Regions from separate parts of the Mus musculus genome. Here all the other regions are linked to region 1. A link is a contact called in public Hi-C and promoter capture Hi-C data. All regions are on one chromosome and are shown on one strand. The core of a region is the stretch at or near the end of the contact, and the rest is flanking DNA. Distances in the headings are between cores, read along the strand shown.

Region 1 (2,700 bases), core at 5-2,504:
TGCAAGATAAGCCCTTTAAAGGGCATTCTAAGCCTTGCCACCCTCCGTAAGTCTGAGTCTCTTAGTGTAAAGGATAACGTGAGTCTGTGCTGCACTTCCTTAGTAATTAGCACACTGTGCTACAATTCTGACAAAGCCCATGTATTTTGACTCAAATTATGAGTGTTGTGCAAACTGCACAAACTCCAAGAAAACAAGGCACATTGATATTAGGAGGGTGCAGAGCTCATTGATCTTAGGAGGATGCAGAGCTCATTGATCTTAGGGGCGGATGCAGACATTGTTGCGAAGCAGGAGCTCCTGGACCAGGCTTGAGGGCCGCCTTAAGGCAAGATCCCTAAATCCTTTGCCTTTAGTTGCTTCATCGGTCCAACGGGATTAGAAAGCTTGCTGGGTTGCTGTGTAGACGGAAGTTGTCAGTATCTGTGGGCACCGTGTTTGGTGCAGGGGTGAACTTAGGAAAAGAAAAGGCATTGAAAACTTCCTGAGCACCTAGTGACTCGTTAATAGCCTGTGACAAAACATGGCTTTTTTTTTTTTTTTTTTTTTTTTAAATAATGAAAGAAGAAAACAGTCACTGGTGTTCATTGATACTGGGGCTAGTTTATTTTTCCATCTCAAAACCAGGGTTGGTCAGGGAGGAGAAAGAGTGGGGAAGGTTTAAGCAAATAATAGCCCAAAATGTCTGAATAAAATTTTGCAAAGAAAAAAAATATAAAATTTTCTTCCCAAGGACGGCAGTTGGGCAACACGGGAGCGATTTTCTGCTTGGTCTTGTTCTCAAGACAAACACAGCGCCAAGTGGAAATCTTCATTTCCTCACTCGGGGAGAGACAAACGGGTCTGTCTGTCTATTAAGTCTTTCAAATCTGTGACCACAGACTGCAGGCAGAAGACAAGGAAGCAGAAGCTTGGTTGAGTTGGGCAATTGCTTGAAAAGCATCTCTGTGGGAGAGCAAGGCTCCCGGGGCAAAACGTGCTCTAGGAACAAAGCCCTCTCCCAGGGGAAGCGCAAGGGGCTGTAGTCCTTCAAGGGCTGGGGAGACAGAGGGCGGACCAACCCTAATAGCCAGGGAAATATGGAAGGAGGGACTCTGGCAGACGCTACAGTGTCTGTTTGGGTCTTTACCACTGCTAGTGGCCTTGATCCCTTTCACGCAGGATTTAAATGAGTCCAGATCCCAGGGCCCCCTCCTCCTATTCTTGGCCTAACGCACAGTGAAAATGAAAGCTCACTTGCTCAACATCCCAGGGGAAGCGCTGAAGCCACATGAATTCATTTGAGCACAAACTGAAGCTTGCCCATTCAAACGGCAAACACCATTTACTTCGAGTTTATTTATTTAAGAGAGAGCTTTTGAAATTTAATGTCATACTTCCCTGCTCCCTTTTCTGCCAGGAGATGGTTCCGAGATGAGCAGAGCGAAGGTAGAGGGTGGAGAGGGGCGCTCAGTAGCACCCCCTGCTGGTTGGTTGTTTTGTTGGCTTGCTGCTGGGTCGGCAGTGTGGATATTGCTGATGGAGAGACTCAGTGAGGAGATATGGAGAGGTCGTCGCCCACGCTGTTGGCGTCTGCAGTTTCTGTCCCTGCCACGCTAAGCAAGAGGCCACTATTGATCCTTTCTTATACCCACTCATGCTCATTGAAAGCTCGTGGCTTTAAACACCATTCATACGCTCAGGCTTTTCCTTAGCGACAGACTTGTTTGTCCACCCGCTAGAAGGCGCCACAAGGATACTGGATGCAAACTGCGTGCTTCCAGGCTCAGCACCTGCCCTTGCTAAGTCCGACTTCCTCTCCCGACTCTTTCGGACAGTGAAGGCAACTCCTTCATTTCCACATCTTGGGTTCACCCCTGACCATCTTAATTCTCCACGCACTAGCCCACGTGATCAGCAGCCCCGTGACCTTACCTTTAAAATACACTCAGAGGTCGATGGCTGACCACTTGCTCCCAGCCACTACCTCAGCGTAGCCACCACTGGCCTCTTTCCAGGTTGTTACCTATTTGGCTTCCCGGGTTCTTGTCTCTCTGATATACAAATCCATCCCGAAAGCAAACTCCCCTGTTAGTCTCACATGGTTTGAATAGTCTCACATGGTTTGAAGCCTCTGGTTTCTCCGACCTCGTCGCAGTTAGCTTTCCTGTCCACTTGCAGCTCTGATTCAGGAGCCCTGCGAGTCCCCTTCCCTCTGTATACGATGGCGGTCACCTGGGTTAGCTCCTGACCCAACCTGGGCTCCTGGTGCTGCTCAGATATCCTTATCTCCTGAGGATTAAATACCTAGATACTTTCTCTAATCATCTTCACTACCCATCTGAATTAGGGTTCTCTAATGGAATGGAACTGATAAAATCAGTGTGTGTGTGTGTGTGTGTGAGAGAGAGAGAGAGAGGGGGGGGGGATAGAGAGAGAGAGAGAGCACCTGTGCGCCCACTAAAGGAAAGTCCAAGAATTCCGTAGTTGTTCCCTCCACGAGACAGGAAGTTTCAGTGTCCTTACCTGGTGCTGGAATCTGATAAGTTATTTCTCTGCCAGTAAAATGAGCCACTTCAAGCCAGATATATATATGTATATGTGTATGTATATGTATGTATGTATGTATGTATGTATGTATGTATGTATGTATGAAGCAGGTTTATTGAGACACTGCTCTTGGACGAGTTCACTAGCCCCAAGAAAAGAGGCCTTCAAGGA
Region 2 (2,740 bases), core at 14-2,513, 66 kb after region 1:
TATTAAAACAAGCTCCTAGCATAACAACACAACAAACAATACCAACCAACTTAAAACAAGTTCTGTCTCGGATCACATTTTACGACGTGGCTAGGCCATGGCTATGAGTCACTCGCAAGTCAAACCCTGGGAACACTATGACCATTCTCCAGTATGCTCGAAACGAGGTAGTGAGAGCATCAACAGGGGCCGACTTTGTGATTTCAGATTTGCCACATGGAAAGTGAAGTTCAAATCTCACTTTCACACAAATGCCCTCAGAACAGGGAGGCGAGGCTGGCTCGATACACACCAAGAGGAAGGAAAAGCCCCATCTCTGACTCAAAGAAATGGGAATCGTGGGACTGTCCAAAGGCAGATGTGAGCAGGTATCAGACAGCTCATCGGATTGCTAGCACGGTTTCCAGGCAGGGTGAGGATGCACTGTGGCCCTCTCTAAGCACCTATCCAGCCCCCCGTGGGAAAGCCGAGCTGTTGACGTGACTGAGGACAGGATGGAGAAACGGGCAGCATCCGATCTGACCTGCACTTCAGACAACCCTGGTGGCTACTGCTGGAAAGGATGATGGGAAGGAGGAGGAATCTAACAAGTAAAACCCTTTCCTGCACAGAGAAGTCGGTGCGAGCCTCTGAACGACCTGGCCAGTCAAAGCAAGATGGTGAAGGGAGAACTCTGAGGCTACAGCAGAATCACCGTGAAAGTGGGCGAGTAGTGTCATTATCACAAACATAAAATAGGGCGGGGAGAGCTGATACATACGCCGTGTGCCTGAGCAGAAGTAGTCCATTAGCTGCACTACTTTAATAAACAGACAGCTTTCAAGCAATGAAGCTGACATCTGGGACATGGGGTCTTCTACAGAACACTAGACTGGAACATCACAGAGTGACCTCAGAACTCTTTCCTTAGATTTGCGCACGAAGCACTAAGGTCAGAATTAGCAACCATTTGACAGTGTGAAGGCTGATAGACACTTTTCTTTTCCCTAAAGCAAAATAGTTAGCTTCTTTGTACTAATTTCTAAATTATTCAAATCAAGACAACTTCCGTAAGGATCTTTTGTGAGTCGTGCCTCTTATTCTATGTGAAGAAAATGAGGCTCTAAGTGACAAAGCAAATATTTATAGCTTGCAGTCAGTGACTGACACAGCCTGTCCCCAAATGCAAATAGCATGCGCATCTTCCTTTGCAGCTCCTCTCACTGTGGGACTGAGTGATTAAGACACAGACAGCTACTGCTCTGTGCCGTGCATTTTACAGACACATTGTTCAATGACCAGCTGAGAAATGGCTCGCACATCACACCACGTGGAGGAGGATTCCGGGAAATGTGGGCCACGAAAGCCAATGAGCTACTACTGGAACCACCACCCTTGGCTGCTGTTACTGCGGAGGCCGATAGGAAGCAACAGAAGAGGCGGGTTTCAGATCAACATAGGATTTTTCTGACAGCGTGTCCTGTTTGACAAAGATACTGCCTTTCTAGTCAGGCAGTGAACTACATACAGTCACCCGAACATCTCCGAGCTGTAGACGGCCTGTGGCTCTTTCTATAAAGCTGTTGCTTCTCCCATGTCCAACTTACCCTCTGCTGCCTGGACTCAGTAGATAAAAACAAATGCAAAATTTCTTAGACGTATCATTTCTTTCTTTCCTCCCTTCCCTGCCTCCCTCCCTCCCTCCCTTCCTTCCTCTTTTTCTTGGTGTCAAGATTAATTACATCCATGGTTGGGTAAGCACTCTTATCAAAGAACTACATTCTCAGCCTCAATATATCAATTATACATATTTAATTGTTTTTGTTTTTAAATGTGTCTGTGTGTGTGTGTGTGTGTGTGTGTGTGTGTGTGTGTGTGTGTGTAAGCCAGGGACATGAGATCCTCCTGGAGCAGGAGTCACAGGATTGTGAATTACCTGACCAAACTCAGGTCCTCTAGGAGAGCAACAAGTGCTCTTAACCATTGAGCCATCTCTCCAGCTCCAATATCTCTTCTGTAAACTGCTAATTCTGTATAATCTTTTTCATGCCTCTGTTTGTCTCCCACTGTCAGGTCAGTCTAGCAGCTGACATCCACAATGCTCACGGTGTTGGTGCCCTGGGAACCTAGCACATATCAGCACATTCAAGAAGCGAGGAAACTGGCAAACCAAGTCAGCCGCCCGTCCAAGCGGCAACAGCGGCCTAGGCACTCTAGCTGTGGGCCTGGGCTTGCAGCCAGTTTGTTCACAGGGCACACTGCTGCACATGGGGGCTGCTTCCACCCCACAGCAGAAACAAACACAGGAAACGTTAGACAAGGACGCCAGCCTGCAGCCCACCGGAGCCCTACTGCCCCACAAAGTAACGCAGGCAGACAATGCAGAGCACACTTACTGACGTGGGTGCAGCGCCCTACACTGCCCAATCAGGATACAAGGATTGTAGCAACAGATCCACAGCAAGCTCTGTGCTCACCAATATGCACACTCTTCCCACAATAGTCATGAGCAGGTTTAGTGTGCCAGGCTCTGTTCTAGGCACAGAATACAGCAATGAAGCAAAAAGACTGAGACCTCAGTGCTCATGAGGTTTAGGAGGAATAAATGAAATATGGTTGCTAAGACTTCACATTCAATCTTCCCATTTATAAAACACCACATTTAAACAGAGATCACAAACCCTTGGAAACTTGACAACCTTGAAACTGAGAAAAAGCTCAACAAAAATATACAAATTCTAAAATCAAGAGCTGAGGAATG
Region 3 (2,700 bases), core at 86-2,585, 120 kb after region 1:
GCTGTTAGAATGAAAGCAATCAGAGGTGTCCCCTCCACAGCTGGAAGTCAGCAAGTGTCTGCTCTCCTTACCACCGCGCTGTTTCTTTTAGCACCTATAAAAATAACATGTTAAAGGAAAGGGTTTTTTTTTTAAAGTATATGTTTGGTCTAATAAAAGACTGTTTTCAGATTTGCAAATATATTTATGTGGAAAGACAGGTTCTTAGTTAAACATTCAAGATATCCATTTTTAAAAAATGTCCAACCCTAGAATCCAAATATTATTCCACAGCATCTTCCCGCACCTAAAGCAGTTTATATTTTGCTTGAGAGACTGGACATAGACCTGAAGAAACACTGGACAAAAATGCAAACCAAGCTTGGCATGCTAGCAAATTCGGTACCCAGGAGACTGAGGCAGGAAGATTTCAAAGTTGAGGGCAGCCTGAGATACACAAGGAGACCCTGTACAAACACACACATATGCAGGAATGCGCATGCCCGTTACTCAAGACACACGTCATGCCTGTAGACTATAAGAATTATAAAAACTACAAAGGAGAAAAATCTTGTATTCTAATCCACAGAGGCCCGAGAGTGGCGGTTACAGGTGGCTGTGAGCCACCATGCGAGTGCTGGGAACCAAACTTGGGGCCTCTACAAGAGCAGGAAGTGCTCCTAACCACTGAGCCATTTCTCCAGCCCCAAGGCTGAGCTTTTTATGAAATGCAATTCTGCTTGTAAAGTTACAGTCGTCGCATTTGACTGACGTGAGCGCAAGTCAACCGACCCAAGATACAAAAACACTGGCTCAGGATCTGGGGGATAGATAAACTGTAGATCAAACGTGTTTGATCCTCATGACTACAGAGACAAAATAATAAGTAACTTTTTAAAAACATATACAATGTTTCCTAGTTTTGTTCTCCAGGTGGCTGTGGCAGATCACTCCTGAGCCCCACCATTCGCCACTGTTTCTTTTTAGTTCAATCTAAATGGTTCCCCCGCAGGCAGGGCTTGCCCCATGGTAGGGTGCTGCCTCCCCGTAGCTTCAGGCCCATCACACAGTTTCTTGGCTGGCTGAACTGTTGGAAGTACTAAAGAAAGCAACAAATTGAAGAAGAAGCGAGCCTTGTTCTAAGTTGAGAACCCCAAACATAACACATAGAAATCACTACAAAACACGACAGCTGTAAGTGGTTGGGGAAAATCGACTCCTCAAGCAACCAGGCTAAGAGGCAGCGAACGGACTCCCTCCAACTGAAGTGAAATACCACACTGATTACTTCCTTACGATTCGCCATCCATCCTGGGCTTCCTGTTGTAAAAAGCCCCGCCACCCTCCTCAGTGAGCAATAGACCACACATTCCACAGCCACGACGTTTATTTCCTCTCGGTTACATGCTACCCTGTGGGACGACCAGTTACATTCTCTGGCCAAAAAGAAGAGGGGAGCCACGGGACATCCCCCAGCTGTCACGACTCAGAAAAGGTTTGCTTTTTCTCGCCTTCACCAGGGACAGAGGAGGACTCAATGGCGTGGGCTCTTTCCTCCATAACTCTCAAGTTTGGCAAGATCAGGGATCCAATATAGGCTGGTACTGATCCCTCCGTTCTTGCTTTCTATCAGAACACCGGTTTCATTCAGCAGGGGCGACGCTCCTGCTCGCACATGACCATTGTAGCTAAGAGAGGCCATGTGTCCCGATGCCGGCCAGTCCGGTCTGTAGATTTCTAGGCCCCGTTTTGTCTTTCTGTTTCAGGGAGTTCTCTTTCCTTATTTCCTCTTACTGTGTGGACTGAGGAGTTGGCTGTGGAACAGAGCAAGGAGCCCAAGGACCAGGAGGAGATAAGACCGTCAATAAAAAGCTTCCTGATGAACACCACGCCAAGGAAGAAAGATGCCTTCCAAGATCACTGGGGTCTCCAGGGCCCAGGTTTTGACCCTAAAAAAATTCCTGTAACAATTTTATGCCATGAAACTTTATTTTGTAAATGCATTTTTTTCCCCTCAATTACTTTGAGAGTCAGTTTAATGCGTTACATTGTGGCATTTTTGGTAATTTTGTGTAATTAATTATACTTTGTCTTCCTTCTCACTACTCTGCCCCATCTGACCCTGCTTACTGGCCTTTTCCTGGTCCCCTACTCCCCTCAAGTCCTCTCTCCTTTCATGTCCCTGAATTGTGTTATTTACACACACACATGCGTGCACACACACACATACACACATACACGTGCACTCGTACAATCTTGGCTTGGTCACTTGTTCCCCAGTTGGCCCACTGTTTAGTTTAGGCAAGAATTGTCAAGGAGATTTAAATGCCCTGGCCACATTGGGATGTGTGTGGTCTGGCAACATCCTCCCTCGACCACCCCCAATTGACACCTTTCTCCTCTCCAGATTCTGTGATTGTTCTTGTCTTCCATCTGCAGCCTTAGGTGAAACAGCCCGACCACCATGGATCTGACCAGCCCTCTGAGGAAAGAGATAGCCCTCCCATCTCCAGACTGAGGCCTACAGGGCTCCTCAGGACAGCCACTACCAGCACCATGGTGAAAACATAGAGGAGAAGCCCAGAAAGACTGAATTCTGAAACAGGCGAAGGGGCGAAGGGACTCATGGGAATTTTTTTTTTTTTTTTTTTTTGATTCTCTAAACCACCTAGTGTCTACCGCAGCCACCCACAACTGCCATTGGAGTGGGAAGGCAGCTAC

What was found. Promoter capture Hi-C pulls out the DNA fragments that hold promoters and counts their contacts. A called contact is a pair of places that touch in the nucleus more often than the background predicts.
Region 2: a contact with region 1 is called in a Hi-C map of CD8 T cells, with 2.1 times the contacts expected there. The contact joins two enhancer-like sites. A contact is called at or near these places in 1 of 39 promoter capture datasets (the C10 cell line), 1 of 15 datasets of contacts at CTCF or cohesin (CD8 T cells), 19 of 484 Hi-C or Micro-C datasets (B cells, the C10 cell line, CD4 single positive thymocytes and 13 more), 5 of 115 datasets of contacts at active chromatin or transcription factors (the 230-238 cell line, effector CD8 T cells, embryonic stem cells and 1 more) and 1 of 9 other capture datasets (embryonic stem cells).
Region 3: a contact with region 1 is called in a promoter capture Hi-C map of pre-B cells. The contact joins the promoter of 8430423G03Rik here to the enhancer-like site in region 1. A contact is called at or near these places in 15 of 39 promoter capture datasets (the 3T3-L1 cell line, the C10 cell line, the HPC-7 cell line and 10 more), 12 of 484 Hi-C or Micro-C datasets (the C10 cell line, CD4 T cells, the HPC-7 cell line and 7 more) and 11 of 115 datasets of contacts at active chromatin or transcription factors (the 230-238 cell line, acute myeloid leukemia, bone marrow-derived macrophages and 5 more).

The regions. Positions count from the first base shown.
Region 1 is chr5:148,830,332-148,833,031 of GRCm38.p6, forward strand. No RefSeq gene overlaps it. Among named protein-coding and RNA genes, the nearest start is that of Gm36405, 22 kb to the left of the region's middle. Within about 2 kb of position 1,255, at least 51 of the 459 cell types and tissues checked have an H3K27ac peak or open chromatin away from gene starts, as enhancers often do. A contact at or near this core is called in B cells, CD8 T cells, the HPC-7 cell line and 3 more, where this site is marked.
Region 2 is chr5:148,895,963-148,898,702 of GRCm38.p6, forward strand. All of the region lies in intron 4 of Katnal1 (katanin p60 subunit A-like 1), which reads right to left. Among named protein-coding and RNA genes, the nearest start is that of Katnal1, 31 kb to the right of the region's middle. Within about 2 kb of position 1,264, at least 112 of the 459 cell types and tissues checked have an H3K27ac peak or open chromatin away from gene starts, as enhancers often do. A contact at or near this core is called in B cells, CD8 T cells and the HPC-7 cell line, where this site is marked.
Region 3 is chr5:148,948,915-148,951,614 of GRCm38.p6, forward strand. 8430423G03Rik (RIKEN cDNA 8430423G03 gene) reads left to right here and starts at 1,336. Exons shown (of 3, transcript NR_040686.1): 1 at 1,336-1,474; 2 at 1,746-1,919; 3 at 2,419-2,700. LOC108169085 (a long non-coding RNA gene) reads right to left here. Exons shown (of 2, transcript XR_001785025.1): 2 at 1-94.